Linked DNA regions of Gossypium raimondii: region 2 is linked to region 1. A link is a contact called in public Hi-C data. All regions are on one chromosome and are shown on one strand. Each heading gives the region's core, a stretch centred on a gene start, on an enhancer-like site or on the middle of the called end of the contact. The rest is flanking DNA. Distances are from core to core; before and after follow the strand shown.

Region 1 (4,062 bases), core at 618-3,117:
CTTATCCTTTAGAATTTACAATATTCACCATGATAACTCTAGTTTTACTGAACTGTTTCACTGGGCCACCAATGTTTCAAGTAAATGGACTTCTCTATGTGTTCCACAAATCGGACTAGTCCATGTGAGTTAAATGAGCTTCATTTAATTAATTGACTTCCATGTAATGGTTTGTATGCATTCGTCTTGAGCTTTGATCCGTGACCCGTGACACTTACATTTATCCTACTGTAAAACTAAAGTTGTTTTACACATTTTCCTATAATTTTGTATGATTAATATTTTAATAATCTAACTGTCAAATTTTATATTCTATTCATATAGATTATACATGTCAAATTTGACATATATTAAAAATTTTCTAACTATTTTTTATATAAAACTTTTAATCGATAAATAAATGTTGGAAACTTATTTGTGGCTTGGAAACCAGACTTTGATAATGGAAAATGGGAGACTTCAAAGTTCAGAAAGCTAGTCTCAAGGAATTAATGCCGGTTTTAAAATCATGGAAAAGGGCCATGGCCCATGGGTTATTCTGTACCACTGCCAAGTCTAACAGTTCATCATCGTCATAACAATGATATGATGATGATGGAGGATTTATTTAAAGCCCACTTAAACTTTGAAATGATTTTAGAGAATAAAATTAGGTTTCCAAACCATGTAGAAAAATGCGGAGTTAGAACGGTTATTCAAGCGGTTAACTAAATTAACCGAAATTTTTGTTCAAATAAATTTGAAGCATGAAAAAAATACCGTTGCAATGTTATTTTTCTTTGCTGTTAATTCAAAAAAGAAAACAAAAACAATACTAATTTAAAATCATCATAACAAACATTGTATTGAAAACAAGAAAATTTGAAACTTGAGCGATGAAATGAAAAAAAAAATGGAAGAAGTCCAGAAGAATAGAAGATGGTTTAGTGTTAAGCGGTGCCCACCCGAACTTTGTTTTGAGTTTGACAATGGGAGGACAAAATATTAGGGCTACTTTCTTTAATTTTTTAATTTAAAAATATGATTTTAAGCCCAATATAATAATTTGTATTCTTTAATTTGGGCTTACATAAAATATTGGATTTATCTAATATATTGGGCCTAAAATATTTTATTTTTAATAATTTTGGTTGATCGGTTAATTATCCGGTTTTAAATCGAATTAACCATTAATTAAAATTTTAAAAAGTCCTTAACCGATATCCGATTGAGTTAGATTCGTTGGTTGATTAATTGAAATAATTTAGTTCGATCAATTAATTTGGTTAAAACCCAATTATGAACACCTATATCATTTGGGTTATAAACAAGGTTGCGATTTCGTTCGATAATAAACTAGAATAATAAAATTTAGGTGTAAGTAAATTTCATTTTGTAATTTTGCTCCTACTGACCATTACAAAATTTTATTTATTTTTGAATAGTTGAATGCTGGATTATTATATACTTAGGGTTGGTTTAGTATTGTTAAACACTTTTGAGAGAAAAAATACTTTTGAAATAAAAACATCGCTGAATAAGATGTTTTCAAGTTTTTCAAAAATATTTTGGGACCATAAAAAGAAGGAAAAAATAAAAAATTTAAAAAGTAATGCTAAACTAAACCTTAATTGAAAATGAAAGCATTGTTTAATGTATGAAATATTTTACTTGTTTATTTTGAATTTGTTTAAAAATAAGTTATATCTATGAAATTCATTAAAAAGATATTGATATTAATATATAGCAGCACTCTGTGTACATCGATATTGACTATGTTGAATATAAATCAAGTCTAAGACTTGGGCACATTGATGAAATTAAGCCTCAAATGTATTGCCACTTGGAGGTTCTTAGAAATATATCTAAGATATCATTGGGTCCATTCGCATCCAAAATTGGATAAGGTGATAAGCCCCCACGTAGCACAAACCCAAAGCTCTCCTGTTTTCATTTCTCAAGCTACCAACACAAGTTCCCTTGCCAACCAAAAACCATGGCCTCCCCAACACTTATAACCCCAACTTCCAAGCTCAAACCCCTTCTTCCCATCAAAGCCAGAGCCACGCAAAGACCGCCATCACCGCCACCGCACCAGCAACCCTTACGGCGTCAATTCTTGTGTCTTGCTGCTGCTGCTGCCGCCACCACCACAGCAAGTCTTGCTCTTGGAGGGGTTCAGTCAGCATTTGCTGCCTCGGATGAGGAGTACGTGAAGGAGACTGCAGAAGTGATCAACAAAGTGAGAAGCACCATCAATATGGACAAGAATGATCCCAACATTGCTTCTGCTGTAGCTGAGCTTAGAGAGGCATCCAATTCTTGGGTGGCTAAGTACAGAAGAGAGAAAGCTTTGCTGGGTAGAGCTTCTTTCCGTGATATGTACTCCGCATTGAATGCTATTTCCGGCCATTATATTAGCTTTGGACCAACTGCTCCAATCCCTGCAAAGCGAAAGGCTAGGATTCTTGAAGAAATGGACACTGCCGAGAAAGCTTTATCGCGAGGAAGATAGAATCACTATTACTCTCACCAAATGAAGCCGGATTTTTGTTTTCTTAAACATGGAGATTTTTAACTTATTTAATTTATGGAGTTCGAGATTGTAAATTGAGTTTCGTGAATTAGGACAAGGTATCTTTTTTCCATATCATGGTTATAAATTACGTACAATATATATTTATATATGTTGCTAGGAATTGTATATCGACAGTCTTCCATATTGTCAGTTTATGGATATCCATCAATTTTAACATTTGAAGAATTGTATCTGACATGTATATTCCAGGTAATTAGGGCAAATTTCCTCTGCCGTCAACATGTAACAATAGAGATACGAAAACAAATTAAAAATTTCTGGCAAACCTGAATTTAAAGGCATTGCTATAATCATATTTTTAGAAAACAATAAAACATTAAACAGGTAATTTCAACCCCAAAAAAAACATTAAACAGGCAGGGCACAAGAGCATAAGCTTGTAGGGATTTAAGAAGTGGTTTTATAGGTCCCCAATGATCCTTCCTCAATCAATAAAGCATAATCCAGAATCCAAAATCTCATTTTTGTGTTCATCCATAAGAATGGATCTTAGCATGCACAAGCAATTAGGCCCATTTTAGGGCTTAGGCTGGTTTGTCAACCATTTTCTGGGCTGAGTTCTAGTGTCACGGGCCCCGGATCATAGCCTATAACAATTGTGCAAAGAGCATCCCATGAAGGTCAATCGATTAAATGAGGTTTATTCGACTCATTTGAACTAGCTTGATTTGTGGAACATGTAGAGAAACCCGTCTACTTGAAACCTTAGTGACCCAGTGAAACACTTATGAAAAATTAGGGCTACCTTGGTAAATATAGAAACTAATTTTAGAAGATCTGTAATCTGATAAGATTCGATTTTGTAATCTTAAAGGATTGAGTCAATCTTTTAAGACTCTCAATTGTAGATAATAGGCTTTAATCTCAACCGTTGATGTAACTCAATTTGTACCGTCAGCTTTAGGGGAGCTCAACTGTAAATAGAGGTCTTCTCCCTCATTTGTAATCATCCATTGTATCCAATTCTTTGTATTTTATTTGAGTAATAAGAATACTTTTAGAGCATTTACTCAAACACTTGGCGTGCTATTGCTTTCTTGTGGCATTTTATGTTCTTTCGTTGCTCTTTCATTTTGAGTTGCTTCCACTTTAATTTTCAGTATCTTGGAGAATTTTTGTGAGAATTCTCACTTTACGAGAGTTAGGCTGACTTAGGTGAATTTGAAACTAAGAAATCGCCTAAGCTCGCACAGACTGTAAGACTAAAGTTCTAACTCTGTGACAGTTGGTATCTGAGCTAAGGTTTCAAAGGCACCGATTGAGATGACGAAAGGAGTAAACGATCAGATTAAGCCAATGGAGACCCGCGGGAGGTCTAGGAAAGCTAGTTGATTGATGGACATGTTGTTGGCTTTGGAAGGGCGAGTGATCAATCTTGATGAATCCATGGGGGATATGAGTGAGACACTTGAGGTAGTCGAGGGATGCATTGCAGAGTTGGACACGATGGAAGAGAAAATCAAGGAAGTCGTGTTGGAGTCTCT
Region 2 (4,062 bases), core at 968-3,467, 150 kb after region 1:
AACATTCTCAATTACCTGAATAGGAGTCAAAGTGTAGCCAAGAAACTTCTCATTGCGCCTGTTTCCAAAGCGATTGAACAGCCCTCCTAGCCATGATTTAGGTCCAACCATAGCATTAGCTGCAACCATACAAGACTGATCAGTGATATTAAAGAATGAGTTGTAGAATACTTTGCAAGGCAACGTGCATTTCAATGTTGAAATAGGTTGACATGGTCTTAAGCATGGCATCTTACACACTTTTGAGTAATTTTACTCTTAGTTTCTCTACACTGCAGCTGTTGAGACTTGGCATAGAGGAAAGGAGAAAAGAAGCATAATATACCTATAAAGAACCAATGCTAATAATAAAGAAAGCTAGAAAAACAGGGCAAATTTCTAGGTTAGCAAATTTGAATTAGCAATAGGTTATGTTGTGTTCTACCTCGTAAGACTTTTGTTTTTAGCTCTCCTAGTATTTTGAAATGCCAATGACATGTCAGTCTAAAGCTAACTCTACTCATTATCATGGAACCTCATGTGATATATGAAGAGCTCAAGACAACTCATGAAGTGTCAGAAGATTAGATAATTCTAACTAGTTAAGCTGTACAAATGTTTCCCTCCATTTGGCTACATATTAAGCTACATAATGATGATGGTTTCAGAAAGCATTGTATGTCAATGTAAAGTAGGAATTGAACAAATATACACTTGCATACCAAACATGCTAGGCAATTAAGACTGTCCTAATTTGGAGTGCCGAAACATTGGAATGCTGAAAGAATTTATTAGGAAAATCTACTCACTAAAACATTGAGCTAACTGTGATAGTAGGTGAGTGGAATTGTGTGGCCATTCCAACTCTTCACCGCCCTTCTTTCGTCTCCAGTAAACTTCATCCTCATCAACCTACATTTCAATTTTCGACGAACTAGTCAATACCGATTAGTTGCATAGAAATAAAAGTGGCATTGTCCTGACTGAGAATGATAGGCTGCAAATTCATTAACTCGTTTCATAAGGTTGACGGTTCAATAGGAATCTAAACGTTGAATTGTAGATTCCCATGCATATAATTAAGCTCTTAACTATTCATCATATAATGCAATGCATTCATTCTGACATAAAACAGAAGAAGAGACATAACTACTAAATGCAGAAATGGAAGAAATTTTTTTAAATATAAATAGCAGGAACTCAATGAATATAGATACTCCTAAAGTCATAGCCTTGTTGATTGCAAGCAACGAAGCTTTATATATATATTTGAAAAAAAGGTTACTGCAAATTCATGAGATTTGCCAAGAGGCAAGCCCAAATTAAGCTTGATAACAAGAACAGCTTAAGCTAATAGTTATATTTAATTAATAGACTTGTAATAGCACCAGTGATCAAAATCAGAGACAGAAAAAAAGGGGTATGGAGGGCTAGGGGGAGGATTACTCTGTGAAGAGAAGAGCAAGAAGGAAAGCATTGTCGACGCTTCCTTAATCTCATGAGAGAACCAAAAATAAAATATTAGATCCTTACATTCCTTTTAACCTAACGCAAATGGGGAAAAAATCCAAAAAGGATTGGGAAAATGGGTAACAAATGATTGCAGTAAACTCATGCGCCTCCATCCCTTTCAACCCTTCTCATCATTCCATCTCTCTGAAAGAGAGAGCGGGTCAAGGAATATAATGATGACACAAACACAAAGATACCCAGAAAATGAAAAAGAAGAGTACATTTTGGGGTTGAGATAAAAAGAAACATTAAGAAATAAGAGCGCAATCAATGGTCACTTTTTGCATGTAAGAAAGTTTAATGGCATCCCAAAAGAACAAAGTGAAGATAAAAGTTTTAAATTGTAATGCAAAAGAAAGAAAGGAAAGGAAGAAAAGTCATAAAAGGGAATAGCATATTGTCTCTTGTGAGGAAAACATTGACATGCAATGCATGACAAATTAAAACACAGGTACAAGGAATAAAGAAAGAGTAAAAACATTTTACCTGGAAAGGGTTTGTCTACCAGCTAATGCTAATGCATGTGCTGTGAAGAAAATTGGGCCCGATTGCCAGGTGGGCAAAAGTGTGGGGCAAGAAGTGATAGAGAAAGGAGGAAGAAGAGAAAGAGAAAGAGAAGATGAAGATGAAGATGAAGATGAAGAAAGGCAACATGTTTGGGAGAAGGAATTTGGATACATCATAGATGCAGTGTTATTGTTGTTTATTGTCTCTCTCTCTCTCTGCCACGAAGTTCCCGGATCACTTGCCTTCATCGTAGCACTCGGGAGGGATGGGGTGTTACATATTTTTATACTTTGGCTACCTACCTAACTTTATAACATAACTCTATTTCCACTTTAAAATTTTTTATCTTCACTTTCTATTTGGGAAAAAAACACTTCAAAAATAATAGTGACAATACAAAAATATCAACCTCATTTTTTTAACCACTTAATTATGAAAAATTATATTTTAGTCCTTGGTATTATCGACTTATAACTTTTTGGTTACTCATTCGTTCGTTAGTGGCCGTTTAAATTTTATCGGGTAAATGATGTGTCATATTAATTTAACGGTTAATATCTAATTTGATCATTCAATTTGGTACTTGTATAACATTTTAACAATAATTCGAGAAAGGTTTTATTTTAATTCTAAAAATATAAAAATATCTTAAAATTTTCTGAAAGTTCATTATTTATTTATTGAAATTATAAAATATTTTTAAAATTTTAATTATATAAAAAATTTAAAATTTTCATGCAAATTCTAAAATATATAATTTTTAGAACCTTTGAAAGCTTTCTTAACTTTGATTTCATCCAACAATGCTGTTTTCACGGCATCAACACAAAGGTCTCCTCCACTTTGTCATGTTCCAAGTCCAATGGCAAGGATTTTAGCTCCAATGTTCAATGCATAGGAATTCTTTAACATCCCAGATTTTCCTTGATTTTCTCATCTACCAAACCAAAAAAAAAAAAACCCAAACTTTTTAACTATATATTCACTTCTATCTTGATATTTGAACTACCAAAAACTCTAAACCTACAGAAAATGCAAATTAAAGCAAAACCCAATAATGAAATTTAAAAAACAAAACAACTCAAATCAGAAAGAAAAAGAAAACTGTCTTTTATAAAATAAAATAAAACCTTAGTTTAAATGAGAAAGAACCCAGCTTGTGTTTATCCATTACTATGAAAGAACACAACAATGGATCATTCATCAAAAACAACACCCTACACAAACCTTAAAAATTCAGACCACAACAACCAAAAACTAAGGACTTGTTTTTTCAATATCGTGTTTTGTTTATTATATAATTTTTAGAATTTTTAGAATTTTTATGAATTTTTAATTAAATTTTACATAATTACAATTAAAAACATTTTTTTACAATTTCAAAATTAAATTGAATTTTTAGACATTTTAAGATTCTTTTTATGTTTTTAGATTTTTTTAATAATTTTTCCGAATCTATATTATTATATATTTTAAGCCTTTAATTAAGTTGGTATTACGAGTCAATCGACACCAACATGATTAGAGAAATGACAAAATTTATAGTGAGATTTGAACTCACGCCAATATGTAAAACTATAAATTTACGACTCAACCAAAATTTATTTTAAATTATTTATACATTTTAATATGATTATGTACACTTTAATACATTTATCAATTGTATATTTATACTCTTGACTGAATTTGTGTCACGAGTCAATTAGACACCAACTTAGTTAGGAAAATTACAAAAATATGCTTTTATATTTAAAATAGATTATATTATTTGATAGTATTTTAGTCTTTTATTTTAAAAATTTACTTATAAGGATTTGAACCCATACCGATGCATAAAACTTTAAATTATCACTTACCAAAGCTTTATTTTAAATAATTTATACATTTTAATTTTACAATGTAGTTTTATTATATTCATCAATTGTATATCTATACTAGTATTTAAGATGGTATCACAAATTAACTTGACACCAACTTAGGATTGATAACAATACCATGTTAAATATTTGTATTCATTTAGTATTCTTAATATGTTATATTCATTATGTTTAAATTTTGTTTTAC

Evidence for each region. A called contact is a pair of places that touch in the nucleus more often than the background predicts.
Region 2: a Hi-C map of leaf shows a contact between it and region 1, with 2.9 times the contacts expected there. The contact joins the promoter of LOC105764203 here to the promoter of LOC105764192 in region 1. A contact is called at or near these places in 2 of 2 Hi-C or Micro-C datasets (both in leaf).

Annotation. Positions count from the first base shown.
Region 1 is chr12:41,532,679-41,536,740 of ASM2569854v1, forward strand. It overlaps LOC105764192 (photosystem II repair protein PSB27-H1, chloroplastic), which reads left to right and starts at 1,868. Exons shown (of 1, transcript XM_012582703.2): 1 at 1,868-2,734. The coding sequence starts at 1,976. The coding sequence ends at 2,494.
Region 2 is chr12:41,683,608-41,687,669 of ASM2569854v1, forward strand. It overlaps LOC105764203, which reads right to left and starts at 2,218. Exons shown (of 10, transcript XM_012582709.2): 1 at 1,978-2,218; 2 at 789-891; 3 at 16-119. The coding sequence starts at 111.